Regions from separate parts of the Mus musculus genome. Here region 1 is linked to region 2. A link is a contact called in public HiChIP or PLAC-seq data. All regions are on one chromosome and are shown on one strand. Each heading gives the region's core, a stretch centred on a gene start, on an enhancer-like site or on the middle of the called end of the contact. The rest is flanking DNA. Distances are from core to core; before and after follow the strand shown.

Region 1 (7,410 bases), core at 2,894-5,393, 60 kb after region 2:
CTTTAGTCCGTGTTAAGAAGGCTAAGAGAGCCGCTAGCCATGGTGACTCACTTGTCATCGCTTGACTCAGGAAGCAGGGGCAGGTAGATCTCTGTGAGTTTAAGGCCAGCTTTGACTACATAAAGAGACCCTCTCTAAAAGTGAATAAATGAGTAAATAAATGTGTGTGGGAGCGTGAGAATATTGTCTATTCTGTGCCTTTAAGTTTGTAAACTTTCAAAGGAAGCCTGTGTACGCAAAATGTGAAAACAAGTACTTTTTTCCATTGAAGTTGAAATAGAACTGTAATATATTTCCAAAAAGGAGAGGTGCATGCTCATACAATTTCCATGAGCACCAATCCCTGGGGATGTTTTTTAAGTTCAAAGTGCTGAGATTTGCCATGTTGTAGTAAGTTTATCCTTATTTAGTTTGGTGTTTCTCCTTCTCAGATCCTGCGTGGTTCTTGGTAAGGGGCCTGGTGGTGTAGGCCCACAATCCCAGCTACTCCAAAGGCCGAGGGAAGAGGAATGCGAGTTCAAGGGAGCAGAGACTGGAGACAGCTTGCAAAGAGACTAGCAACGTCCAAGGCTCTAGGTTCAAAGTCTATGAGTGAGGGAGACAAAAAAAGAGGGGGGGGGGTGCAGACAGACAGGCCCATGTGCACACAGAGTCACACACAGCACACAGACACACACACACACAACAATACACACGTATATATACAGACTCACAGATACAACACACATACAGACACACACATACACACACACATATGCAGACACACACACACATATATACAGACTCACAGACACACACATATACAGACACACAGACACACACACACACATGGGTAGGGGTGGAGGTAGCCGCAGAGACAGAGAGAGACTAAAGGTTGAGGACACAGATCTGATTGGTGGATAGCTCATCAGCAGAACTGACAGGAGAAAGCTGGAGGCTGGAGCTACAGTCTCAAGATCACTCTGCTTCCCTTAAGCAACGTAATAAACACAGTTGACTGAGTGAGCTGTTTGGAGGAGAGTAGCTGAGACCCTCTCCACTCTGTGCACCCCTATCTACCTCTTCTCTCTTTTTTCTTTCTCATCTTCCTCCTCCCCCTCCCCCCTTTTTATTTGTGTGTGTGTGTGTGTGTGTGTGTGTGTGTGTGTGTGTGTAAGAGAGAGAGAGAGTCTCTCTTTGACTCCAGGTCAGCTTCAAACGCATCATCCTCCTGCCTCCATATTACTACACTGGGACCCTAAGCTTCATTAGACCAGACATGAAGGTGGCCTGCAGAGGGGCCATGTACCCTCTTCTGAAGCCAGGTGGATTCAAGTCCTGGCCCAGTCACTTACTGTGCATGTGGTGAACAAACACAGGCAAAACAACTAAACACATTTTATTTGATGTTCAGAAGATGGGACTCAGGCTAAGTTGTGTGTAGGTCCTCACAAACTATCTTCAATAGTTACTAAGTACCAAAATCCAGATGAGATGGGTTGCCACTCACAAGCTGAACATTGTAGCTCAGCCTCGATTACCTCAAAGGTGCTCAGAATACTTACATCAACTAGCATGGTTAGGAAAACACTCTAACACAAAGCCTATTTTCCAGCAGTGTTGTGTGCTTCCACCAGTGCAAGGCTGACCAGAAACCATGGATCACCGAGGTTACCCCCATGCATGTGGTCAGAGGTGGGTGGGGAGATCAAAACCCCAAATCTGAAGTATGGCCGGTACCAAGCACCGATCACCTTCATGTCATGGTGGAGTTGATAAACTGTTAATTGAACTATCCTAAGACTGACTCTGCCCGTGGCATCAAAGGCTGTGGTAGGCAGGGCTAGGAAAGAAAACCATGCCACCGGGAAGATGGAGATGACCCTCCTTCAAACCACCCCCTTTATCCTACGCTTTCTGAAATGTCTCTTTTCACCAGGTTCTGCCCCACCCCCCCTCCTCCCCTTCCACCCACCCCGGGGCATACAAAGGAAAAAGGAAGGCAGACAGATCAATTCACTATATTCTTCAGCTGTCCGTGAGCCGCTGGTGTGACTCGGAGTCCCTGCTGCTGCTGATTCACCTTTTGTGTCGCCAAGGGCACGGGTGATGCAGCATTTCTAAAGAATATCCTGAGGTGCCTAAGGTTCTGGGATCTGGGCTCTTTCCTTGCCCGTTTTTCCACTGCCCCCACCTCGCCATCTTCCATATGTACCTGTTTCTTGGACTAAAAGACAGTCCCAGGAGCGGGAGCTGGTCCAGAGCACATGACGCACATGGTCCCCCAAGGACCCCACGTCAGTCCCCAGCAGCCAGGTCAGGTGGCTCACAACCGCCTGTAACCCCAGATCTTAGGGATCTATCTGATGTTCTTTCTCTCCTGGACTCTGTGGGCCCCTGCACACACATGGCATAAACGTGCGACACACACGCACAGCAGTGGCAGTCTTCCTTCTAGTGTTTTATTCCAGCAATTAGCATGTAGTTTCTGAGTTTGGACAATAGGGTCTCCGATGGTCGTGAACCCGGAAGTGAGGGCACCTGTGGCCCTGGCCAACGGGTTGTAAGACATCTTTTGATTACAAGCTGTGCTCTGAATTGTAATTCTTCCATTTAAAGTGCAAAACTTCAGTATTCAGAACACCCAGAGTCATCAGTCTGAGCACTCCATCACCCTGAATCCTGTGTGCAGTTGGTACCCATTCCCTCCCTCCCGGCCCCTGGCAACCATTGATCTACTTCCCATCTCTGATTATGTCTATTCTGGATATTTCTGGTAAATGGAACTCCAGCATGTGGTCTTTTATGATTGCTTGCTTGCTTGCTTGCTTCCTTCCTTCCTTCCTTCCTTTCCCGAACATGTTTTCAAGGCTCATGATTGCTGGTGAATATATGAACATTTATATAATATTCTTACTTAAAATTATTTTTACATTTATTTTTATTGTATGTGTCTGGGTGTTTTGCCTGCATGTATGTATGTATGCCGCATGCATACAGCGCCTGCGGGGGCCAGATAGAGGAAATCAGATTCCCCGGAAGTGGAGTTACAGGCTGTTATGAGTGAGTGACTGTTATGGGAAGCAAACCCAGGTCCTCTACAGAGCAACCAGAGCTCTTAATCTCGGAGCCATCTCTCCAGCCCCTGTATCCTCTTGTCTAATACTCTTTGACTATGCAGACAACTATGTTGTATTTAGCCGCTCATTGCAGGGAGTAGGTGAAGTCCCAAGAGAATATGTATTGTTTGGCACAGCCACGCCATGTCAAGGACCCCACAGCCCCAGAGCCTTGAGAGTAGCAATCTTCCCTAGATGAGTCTCAGAGGGAGGGGTGGAAATACCTCTTCTTCACGTCTGGTGGTGAATGTTGACAGTGTTTCAGAAAATGTCCACTGCAGCCCCACCCCAGCCCTGTTCTGGCTTAAGGTTCACTCTCCTACTGAGACGTAACCTACTGAGATTAGCTAAGGCAGCCTTCTTGTTCAGCTGTGTATAATAACTACACCTGTTTATCTGTATGTAATAACACAGCCTTTGTTCAGCTGACTGCAGTAATCCTGCCTCCCTGGTCAACAGTGTATAACAAACACCCCATGCTTTCAGGGTCCTGCTGCGGGAAGTATTTTTTAAAACAGCAAGTTCCCATGCTTGACCCAGCTACTCTCTGCCCCGGCAGTTTAGCTGGCCTGTTCTTATCTTGTGGAGACTCTCTGACTTAGAGTTTCAAGATCTCTCCACCCAGCTTGCTAGGTTCCCACTGGTGGGTTGCTACCATGCCAGCCCCATGCTTCAAATCCCCCATGGCCTTTGGGGTGCACATCAGGCAAACCCACATTTTGTCACCGTACCTTTCTCTCTTGAGCCCAGACGAGCTGACGCGTGAAGGAAAACGCAACACAAACTTAGTTCAGAAACAACAATAATTCAACCACTGGGCCACAACAACTAAAATCCTAATCTTGTAAGATTTATTTAATCTAAATCCTCTACTGTCGAATCCTGACGGATTTGCCATTGAAACCAGGAGAAACTAGTAGCTACATCTTGTCCTCACACTATCCCAGTCCAAAAAGGACTCTCTCTTTCCTCTTCCTCTCTTCCCCTATCCAACCCAGAAGTCCCTCCTACTCGACCGACCAGCGATTGGCTCCTCTATTTATTAGGGGATGGTTTACAAGAAGTCACCTGAGTTTGTGACTCACTCCTCACCCACTAACCCTCCCAGGAGAGTGGAATTAACATCAAAATACAGACAGCACCAGGCCCATCCGCAACAAGGTACTGTGACTTAGAGCAAGCACAGGCTGCCCCATTCCAGCTTTTCTGTTTGTGTATCTGTCTGTAGGTCTGTGTATATGACTATGCTGAAATGTCACATCAAGCCGCAAAGCAGTGGCAGTGTCTACAGCAGTGTGTGCAGGTTCCAGGGCTTCCTACCTTGCCTGTCGATTGTTATTTTTATCGTTTTGTTAGTGGGCTGAATGGGGGTGGGGTGGGGTGTAAGTGGGTAGTGGCCTTGCTGTATCTCAGGCTGGCTTGAAATTTTCTATGCAGTCTAGGTTGGCCTCAATGTGAGATTCATCTGCCTCAGTCTCACGGTGGTGGGTATACACCTGAGCACTGACATGACTGTTTTCTATCTTTTTAGTCAATTGGATGAGAAGCATTGACTGTTAATTGTTGCATTGGGCTTATTTTTTAAAGTACCGTCCCACACATGCGTGTGCATTTCTGATCCTTTTTTGTTTGCTTGAGGTAGGATTTTTCTGTGTAGCACAGGCTGTCCTTCCTGGAACTCACCCTGTAGACCAGGCTGACCTCAAATTCAGAAATCCACCTGCCTCTGCCTCCAAGCATGGGGATTCACTGGCATGCACCACCACTGCCTGGCTGTATTTCTGATGGTTACATGACCTTTCAATGTTCCTCCAGGAGGCAAACATCAGGAATAATTTGCTGGCTTGTTCACAACAGCTCGTTTAGCCAGCAGAATGTGAATGAGAACGTAATGAGGCTTTAGATTCTGGGAGCACTGGCTCTCTAACTCCTCGCTGTTCTAACCTGGGAGCAGGCAGGTCAAGGGTCACAGTGGATTCAAGGGAAGGTGGGGACACACAACTGAAACGCCGCCGTTCCTGTCTCTTTGACCTTGCTGCTGCCTTCTCAAGACATCGAGACCTCATGGGACATACTGGTCTGTAGCAGTCTAGCAAGATGCTAAAACCCCAGCATCTGATTATAGCTAGGCAGGGGCTGAGGTGAGAAAAGGGGAGGAGGAAGGAGAAACAGGGTGACAGAGAGGAAGGGAAAGAGGAGGAGAAGAAGAGCCTACACCTTGGGAAGGAAGTTCATGTCTGCAGTTCACCTTTACAGTCTGCAGGAAAAGCTGCACCCTGGTGTTCAGGGTTAGGTCCCTGGAACACCAGTTCCTCGGATCCTAACACCAAGACTTCCTAGCTCCGACTCTCCCAGTTGGTATGGTAGAAGTCAGCCTTGTTTTGTAAAACAGACTCATTCGTTACTCTTCGTGCTTATGAACTAAGGGAACTGAAGAATTCTTGCTCGTGAGAGCATTTTCTATTCATGAACTATCCCCTTTCTGTGCAAGAAAAAAAATCAATATTTTATGAAATAATCTCACTGGAGATTAAGCGTTACAGCAATGCTCTAGTCAGAGAGTCTTCATGTTGCCTGGTAGCAGCCGAGCAAAGCCCGATGCTTCTATATGATGAAGCCCCCCTCCCCCGTCGCTGGAAAGGCAGCCCTGAATGGCTACACCACAAAAGCTTGCTGGTGTTACAGAGTGAAACAGATCAGCAGTTTAACCTCTTTTTATTCCTATCATACAATACCCAAGGCTGGGTAACTGTAAACAGAAGAGGTTCATTTTAGCTTTGGGGGTTCAATGGTTCACATGTAGAGAGATGCTCTCTTGCTGTCAGAGTCCAGAACGGCTTAGGGTATCATCACATGGCAACGGGCAGTATGTGAGTTTGTGTGGTGTGTGTGTGTGTGGTGTGTGTGTGTGTGGTATATGTGTGGTGTGTGTGTGTGTGTGTGTGTGTGTGTGTGTGGAGTGTGTATGTGTGTGGTGTGGTGTGTGTGCATGTGTCTGACTACTCCTTCTCCCTCATCTTCTGAAGCCACAGGGATTTATTCAAGGGACCTCTACTCTTGACAACTTTATTAGTCCTAATCCTTCCCATAGGCCGTGCCTCTGAACACTGTCGTTGGGTTGACTTTTTCCGCTGCTTAATACCTCACACTGGGAATTAAGTTTCAGTAAGAGCCTCGGGGGAGCAGATGAAAACCACATTCCAACCGCAGCTATCAGCATGTGGCAAAGCTCTGGAAGTCGGATGTTCACTTCAGGATATTTCCAAAGATGCATTCACACAAGGAGTACAGTGGTGTGGAGGAGACTCTCCACACACCGTGGTGGGGCTGAAAGGCCTCCACGCCAGATCCTTCCGCTCACCCCATCCTTGCCGGATGCAGAGCATCACAGCATCATCGATCTGCATCCAGAGAACTTTAAGTTCTAGATCTTGCTTCCATGTCTTCTGACTATGCTTTATGCAGTTATAATCTATACATGTACTACTTCAGATGTTGTTTTATTACTTAATATTGTCAATACTTTTCGTTTTGATTTATTTTCATAAATGTTGTAGTGGCTGTGTGATATTTTGTCATAATCTGCTAAGTCTTTCCGTGCCTCAGACCTCGTATTATGGTTTTCTGGGGAAACTGAGTCACTGGGACACCCCCCCCCCCACTACAGCATCCTAGGAGTATAGACATCATCGTATTGCTGTATCTATATGCTCACATAATGAACAACGTTTTGGCCAGAAATGGACCAAAGAGGACGGCTGCCACGTAAGACTGTGTGGCAGTGTCTAGTCTTAGCTTCTGTAAGAATACTCTATGATCGTCACACAACAAAATCACCAGGCGATGGGCTTTTCAGAACACAACCCCAGTTGTCACATTATTGGATACTGTGGTGGCTTTCAGGCCTTTCCTCCTTATAACTTCTTCCTAGGACCTCTCGGGAGAGGAAAAACAAAAAACAAACTATGTTGGGCACGTGGACAGTGCCACCAGATGGACATAAGACCTGGTGGAGCCGAGTGTGCTCAAACCCCTGGAATCTCAGAGATCTGAGCCTGCAGGGGTGGGGCTTCCCTCCCCCCCCCCACCCCCGCCTCTACTGCCTGCTCTGGAACCATGACCCCCAACTGAGTTGGCCAGGGGCACTCAGTCACACAGCACACCCAGGACGCCTCTCCATGCTAAGGAGGCATCTCAATAGCCTTAGCCTTCGGCCAATGACCTTCCCTTCCTGGATGTTCTCCGGCCCTTCCCCAAAAGCACGTAATCCCTGGCTCACCACAAATAAAGAGTATGCATTCACATCTGTGCC
Region 2 (6,889 bases), core at 1,561-4,060:
TACCTACTCTAAACAACTCAAAATAAAAGCTCATAAGCTCATACTCACGGAGGCCTCTTGGGTGCATTGGGGTCCTTGAACTTCTTTTTGGTCTCCCCTTTGGGGGGGATGTAGGTTTTCATTTCTCTTTCATAACGAGCCTTGTCAGCCTTTGCCATATCTTCAAATTTCCCCTTTTCTTTAGCAGACATGGTCTAGAAAGAATTATTTGTAAACTTGACATAGAGATGTTCAATATGCCAGCCTAAAGCACTTTAATAGTCATATAGTAAGGAGAACACCCAGCCCGTTCATCCTAATTTACAACTCAGAGGCACTCAGCATCTCTAAAGCCCTCTTACCTTCCACCTCTCTGAGCACTTCTTGGAGAACTCTGAGAAGTTGACAGAAGCATCCGGGTGCTTCTTCTTGTGCTCCTCCCGGCAAGTTTGCACAAAGAATGCATATGAGGACATTTTGCCTCTCGGCTTTTTAGGATCTCCTTTGCCCATGTTTAGTTGATTTTCTAAAATAAAGCATTAGACGTTAGTAACGAAAACTGTGAAACAGACAAGCTTCAAACTGCTCAGGGTGGCATGACAAACCAAAGTTTGTGTTATTTAACACAATGATGACGACAATCTCCCATAAAAGCTAGGCAGAACACTGCAAACCATAGCCAATTCCTAGAAGCGGTTAAGCCACAGAGATGAGGGCATAGGACACAGGGAAGAGGGGGGAAAAAAAACGGTCTTCAAAGTGTGATCTCAAGAGTAGGCACAGGTACACTCAAGCATTCGCTGTCAGTGTCTGTTCTGTATGCCTAACTGCTCGTTGAAACCATGTCTAAATCTTTTTTTCAAATTGTTTAAACCAACAAAACAAACATTAAAAAAAAAAAAAAAGATAGAAAAATCCACCCTGTCCATTAGTGAATTTTGCAGGGTACAAGGAATGATCCAGTAGACCTTAAGAGAATTACAGGCCTAGGAGAGCAGGGGGAGGGGACGAAAAGCAAAAACAATAAGTGCCCCTCGTGCACCTAAAGTTTACCCAGCTCTTAGAGCACGCCGTGTTCGCATCAAACTTTGCTCGGGCGGGCGGGCGGAGGCGGCGCTGGGCCGGGGCCCGGAGAGGCCGCAGTTTCCTATCGCTTTGGCCCCGAGATGCGTTTCTGCTCTGACTAAACACGTCCGGTCTGAAGTTTCTCCGAGTAAACAAGGATGAGGGACAAAAGCCACTCCTGCCGCCGCCTCCTCCGCCACCACGGGGGTGTCGGGCACGCTCTCTTCTTTTTTTTTTTTTTTGTCTTTTTTTTTGTTTGTTTGTCTCCCAAACCGGGCCCGTGAAAAGTTGGGGTGCCCTGGCGCGCGCGCGGGCAGGATTGATTCTCCGCCCTCCCAACTTGGCCCGAGGTTGAGGGGGGCTGCGGCTCCGGGCGGGCCCGAGGCCGCCACGTGCGCCCGGAAGGCCGCACGCAGGCTCGCGCCGCCGCCGCCCCCATTTTGTCGGGCCCCGGAGCAAGGAGAGAAGAAGCCCCGCCGCTCGAAATGGGGGCTGGCTCCGCCCGCGGCCGCCAGGGCCGGGCGCACGGAATGGCCGCTGCGCGTCTTCCCCGCCTGCGCCGCCGCCGCGAGGGCGAGCGCGAGCGAGAATATGGCTCCTTCCCTTTGTGTGTGCGCGCGTGTGAGTGTGTGTGTGTGTGTATGTGTGTGTGAGTGTGCGAGGAGACCGAGGCGCGCGGCGGGCGGGCGGGGCGCTGGCGCACTCGCCATGGCGGCGGGGGAGGGGCGGGGGGCGCGCGGCTCCCCTCCCCCCGCGGCCCCCGCGCCGTCTCCCTCCGCGCGCCCCGCCGCCCCCGCACGGAGAACGCGGGGCCGGGGAGAGAGAGAGACTGAGAGAGAGAGAGAGGAGAGGAAGAGAGGGGAGCGAGAGGAGAGAGGGGGGGAAAAAAAAAAGTTGCCTCAGAACTGCTGCGCCCAGCTTCCCCCGCCCGCCCGCCCGCCTTGTTTTCTCTCCAGCCAGCAGCGCCCGGCCGAGTCAGCCATGTTCCAGCGAGCGCAGCGGCGCCGCTCCCCCCCACACGGCCGCCCCGCTCGCCCGCCGCCTCACCCGGCCCGAGCCGCCCCGCACGGCCGCCCCCGGCCCACCCGCGGCCGCCCTCGCCCGCAGCGGCGCCCCGCCCGCCGCCCCGCGCTCCCCGCCGCGGCCGCCCATACAGCGGGGAAGCGCCGCTGCCCGCCGGCTCGCTCGCTCCGCGCACGCCGCCTGCCCGAAACGCTCGGCCCTGGGGGCCACAAACACGTTTTGGGGAAAAAAAATTTTTTTTAAATAATCCGGAACACGAACACACACACAGGCAGACACAAAACAAAAAAAAAATTTTTTTTTTTTTGCGCCAGTGAAGCGCGGACGGCGCCGCGGGTGTGAAGTGGCGGCCGCCTGAGGCCCCGCGACTCGGCTCGGCTCCGCTCGGCGCGGCACGGCGCGGGGCAGCGTTCGCGGCAGCGGCCGGCGGAGCCTCGCTCCGTGCGCAGTTCCCCCCACGGTCCCCCCTCATTTGCCTTTGTGTGGAGCCTGACCCGCCGGCTCCGGGCCGCGGGGATCCGGCCGCCGCGCAGGCGACCAGGCTACCCGAGGCGCTCTCCCCGCCGCCGCGCCGCCCCGCACTCACCCTCCGCGAGGCACAGAGTCGCCCAGTGCCCGTCCGGCTCGCGCTTGCCCCGGCGCTGTCTCTATGGAGCTCAATGTACTGCAATGGCTGTGAGAGCGGGAGCCAGACGCAGCCTCCTCACTCTCTCCGCTCTGTAACATTACTCTCCAGCCAGCGCGCCTCCTATTGGCTACCGCCAACTCACCAGGCCCGTTCATTGGCCCGTTCCCTCCCATTGTCCTGACCAGAGCCCGCGCGCCATTGGCTGTCTGCGAGGACACGTCACCGAGGATTGAAACAGCGCGCAAATCTGAATGTGTGTGTGTGTGCCGGGCCGAGAGGCTGAGGCGGGAGAGGCAGCGGCAGAGGCAGCAGCTGCTACGGGAAAGCGGAGCTCTATGGTGTCTCTGTGCCTGCGCCTGCCCCGAGCCAGCCCCACGCCCGAGCCGCGGCGCGCGCGGCCAGGGCCCGGCTCCGCCGCAGCCACGGCTGCGTCCCCAGGCCCGGGCGCCTCCCCGCAGGCCCGCCCCCCCTCCCGCTCCACGCTCCCGCCCCGAGCCGTTGGGATGTGCGGCCCGTGCTTGGGGATGCCTCCCCGAGTGGGGTGACTGCTCGGGGGGGCCTGTGGCCCAAACACGGGGGCCTCTGCGGGCTCCGGGACGGCCGTGCTGCTGCAGCCCACCACAAGACACCCCTCCCCGGGACTGCCCGCCTAACGTGCCCACCCTGCCCAGAAGCCTAGTCTGCACCCGCCAGCAGGCGTCCAGTTGCACCCCTTCTTCTGGGTTTGCTCGGGTTTCCCCCAGTACTTCTCGAACTTTTTTTTTTTTTTTCCTTTTGGTGAGACACAAAGCACTGTTTTGAACTTCCCGGACACCAAAGCCTTATACCAGGGAATTAATGCACAGCCACTGGGGTTTGATACTGGCTGTTCTCAGAAAATGTTTGGGGGGGGGCCCAGCTAGAATTAGCAAGTTCTTTAAAGACCTCATTGCCCCACCCCCATACACACACATACACACACACACACACACACACACACACACACAGACGCTGTTTTCTGTGACTCGGTGTGGATTACTGTTAGAATCAAATGAATCTTTGTGATTGCTATCTTGCCTCCGATCACACCACTTAGTGCATACATGTACCTGCTCTAGGGTTACCAGACATTTAGGGCTACTGTTACCTGAGGGATTAGAAGCAGTCGGAGAGTGCTTGGGCCCAAACCCACAGGCCATGCTTTTTCCTGCTCTTCAAGTTGGCTGATCATTCTTAGGTATGCAGAGAAAAATAGCCAGGCTGGCTCTAAAGGCCACAGGCTTCCATCAATCTTTGATGAATCTAACAGCTCTTTCTTTCTGGTGAGCACAGCACCTCTCTTCACTTCAAAACAAATGTCCCCCATTTTTTTTTTTTAAAATCCTGGCTCCTATACACTTCTCAACTAAGAAACAAAGAATTCCTCCAAAATGCACTTGATCCAAGTCAAAACATCCAAGTCATAGATTCTGGGTTTCATTTCTATACCACTTCTGAGGCCCTATTATGTAATGGATTTGCTCGAATTTATTATCCTTACTGGAATAGGTTTAGATTATCTTTTCTGGCCAGTGGCTTTAATGTCCATTGCCATTTTTTTTAACAATATATCCTTGGTCTCGTGAATATCATTGGCATGAGTGGACAGTACACTAAACACACATGCACACACACACGCACACACACAGTAGTTGTTGGGTGGGATGGTGTACTGGCTGGTTTTGTGTGTCAACTTGACACAAGTTAGAGTCATTAGAGAGGAAGGAGCCTCAGTTGAGGAAAGGCCTCCATGAGATCCAGCTCTAAGTGCTTGTCAGTTAGTGATCAATGGGGGACAGCTCAGCCCATTGTGGGTGATCCCTGGGCTGGTTCTAAAAGAACGCAGGCTGAGGAAGCCAGGGGAAGCAAGCCGGTAACTCCATAGCCTCTGCCTCAGCTCCCGCCTCCTGGTTCCAGCGCTGCTTGAGTTCCTGTGCTGACTTCCTTCAGTGATGGGCTATGATCTGGAAATGTAAACCAAATTAAGCCCTTTCCTCCCCAGCTTGCTTTCTGGCCATGGTGCTTTTATCACAGAAATAGAAACCCTAACTCTTTAGTCCCCACATTCAGAAGGCAGAGGCAGGAGGATCTCTGTGAGTTCTAGACCAGCCTAGTCTACACACTAAATTCCAGGCCTATCCAGAGCTACATAATGAGACATCCCCTCTCAAAACCAAGACCTACTCTATTATTAAGAACTATATAAACATGCCTTGCCCTCTTTCAATATTTTAAAATATATGTTGGCTTTTAAATTGTTATTTTTACGTATACTTACTGTCTTGCCACACTTGTACTTTAGATGCAAGTGTACAATTTTAGCTCTGTTGTATATTCTTAGATATTTATAAAATTCTCAATAGCTGGGTGGAGAGATGGTTCTGTGGTTCAAAGCACCGGCTGCTCTTGCAGAAGACCTGGGTTCAATCCCCAGCAACCACATGGCAGCTTGCATGCATATATATATGTGTGCATAGACATAAAATGTACATACAAGTATATCTTAAGTCAAAATAATTAAGCTGTTTTCAATAGCATCCTCACTACTAAGTGTGGCTTCCATTTGAATGTGGCACTGTCCATACTTTCCAGCCCTGGCCCTGGTCCAGCTGCCCACTCTGCTAGTGTTCTAGACTAGGGTTACTTATGGCCCACAAAGAAGCAAGAGAGAAATGGCCCCACACAAGGTTTGCATTGAGCAGGGCAGGAAGTAATGGGCACTGGGGTTAAATAGCCATAGGTTGAAATCTATCAGAACTCAGAAATCTGCCTGCCTCAGCCTCCTGAGTGCTGGGATTAAAGGCGTGTGCCACCACGCCCGGCAAGGTGCTAGATCTTAACTTTTGTTTTGTTTTGTTTTTGACTTTTGTTTGCTTGTTTGTTTGGATTTTTCTGGAGATAGGGTTTCACTGTGTAGTCCTGGCTATCCTGGAACTCGCATCGGGTTTCTCATCCTCAAAACTCACAGCCAAGGCTTATCGGGAGGATTACAGTTTATTTTTCAAATACAGGGTCTTCCTATGTAGCACAAGCTGGCTTTTAACATGCTGTCTTCTTATAGTGTGATGTGTGCTCCTGTTTGTTGTTGTTTTTTTTTGCTTTTCTGAGACGTGTGTGTGTGTGTGTGTGTGTGTGTGTGTGTGTGTGTAGCTTTGGTTGTTCTGGAACTTGCTCTGTAGACCAGGCTGGCCTCAAACTCAGAGAGATCTGCCTGCCTCGGCCTCCCAAGTGCTGGGATTAAAGGCGTGTGGCACCATCACCTGGCCGGTTTTTAAATTTTAATCTTATTTAATACAATTTGTGTGTGTGGTCCTGGGGCCTTTTACCTCCAGCCCTAATTTGCATATTCCCACCCTTTTGGGACAGGGTCTTTTCTTCCCTGTAGCCCAGGTTGTCCTCTAACTCCTGAGCCTCCTGAATGCAAGGTGCTAGATCTTTTTTTTTTTTTTTTCGAGACAGGGTTTCTCTGTGTAGCCCTGGCTGTCCTGGAACTCACTCTGTAGACCAGGCTGGCCTCGAACTCAGAAATCTGTGCCTGCCTCTGCCTCCCGAGTGCTGGGATTAAAGGCGTGTGCCACCACGCCCGGCAAGGTGCTAGATCTTAACTTTTGTTTTGTTTTTTATTTTGATTTTTGTTTGTTTGTTTGTTTGGATTTTTTCTGGAGATAGGGTTTCACTGTGTATTCCTGGCTATCCTGGAACTCGCTCTTTAGACCAGACTGGCCTCGAACTCACAGAGATTCACCTACCTCTATTTGAAAGCATGTACTACTGTCACCCAACAAGCAGACTTTTTTTTTTTAAGTTTAAAATTACATCATGCAGACTCCTTGCATCCCATAATTTGGAAAGTCTCAAGTGTAACTAATCTTGAGTTTTTCTTCATATTTTAATTATGAAGGTCGCAAATCTAGTTAAGCTTTCTGCTTGTCTTGTTTTCTTTCACCTCAAATAGCACTAATCCTTTCTTCATCTGGGGACTGAACTGTTTGAAGATTCCCATAGTGGAGAGGATTTACAGAGGTCTGCTGGCAGGGATTTTGTTTTCTGTATTTGAGGTGAGATATAGGTCAGTGGCAGAGAGTTTCCCAAGGCCCCTGAGTTCAAACCCCAGCACATGTGTGTACTACTACCACACACACACACACACAAGTTTAAAAATGAACACAATCAAAC

Evidence for each region. HiChIP or PLAC-seq counts read pairs in DNA pulled down with a chosen protein or histone mark.
Region 1: a contact with region 2 is called in an H3K4me3 HiChIP or PLAC-seq map of embryonic stem cells, with 5 times the contacts expected there. The contact joins the enhancer-like site here to the promoter of Hmgb1 in region 2. A contact is called at or near these places in 3 of 39 promoter capture datasets (the C10 cell line, embryonic stem cells and pre-B cells), 1 of 15 datasets of contacts at CTCF or cohesin (pro-B cells), 12 of 484 Hi-C or Micro-C datasets (B cells, the CH12 cell line, the G1E-ER4 cell line and 4 more), 8 of 115 datasets of contacts at active chromatin or transcription factors (the SCID.adh cell line, bone marrow-derived macrophages, double positive thymocytes and 1 more) and 2 of 9 other capture datasets (adipose tissue and pancreatic islet).

What each region holds. Positions count from the first base shown.
Region 1 is chr5:149,108,533-149,115,942 of GRCm38.p6, forward strand. No RefSeq gene overlaps it. Among named protein-coding and RNA genes, the nearest start is that of Gm38752, 21 kb to the left of the region's middle. Within about 2 kb of position 4,144, at least 13 of the 459 cell types and tissues checked have an H3K27ac peak or open chromatin away from gene starts, as enhancers often do. A contact at or near this core is called in embryonic stem cells, where this site is marked.
Region 2 is chr5:149,050,247-149,057,135 of GRCm38.p6, forward strand. Hmgb1 (high mobility group box 1) reads right to left here and starts at 2,811. Exons shown (of 5, transcript NM_010439.4): 1 at 2,654-2,811; 2 at 342-505; 3 at 49-194. The coding sequence starts at 491.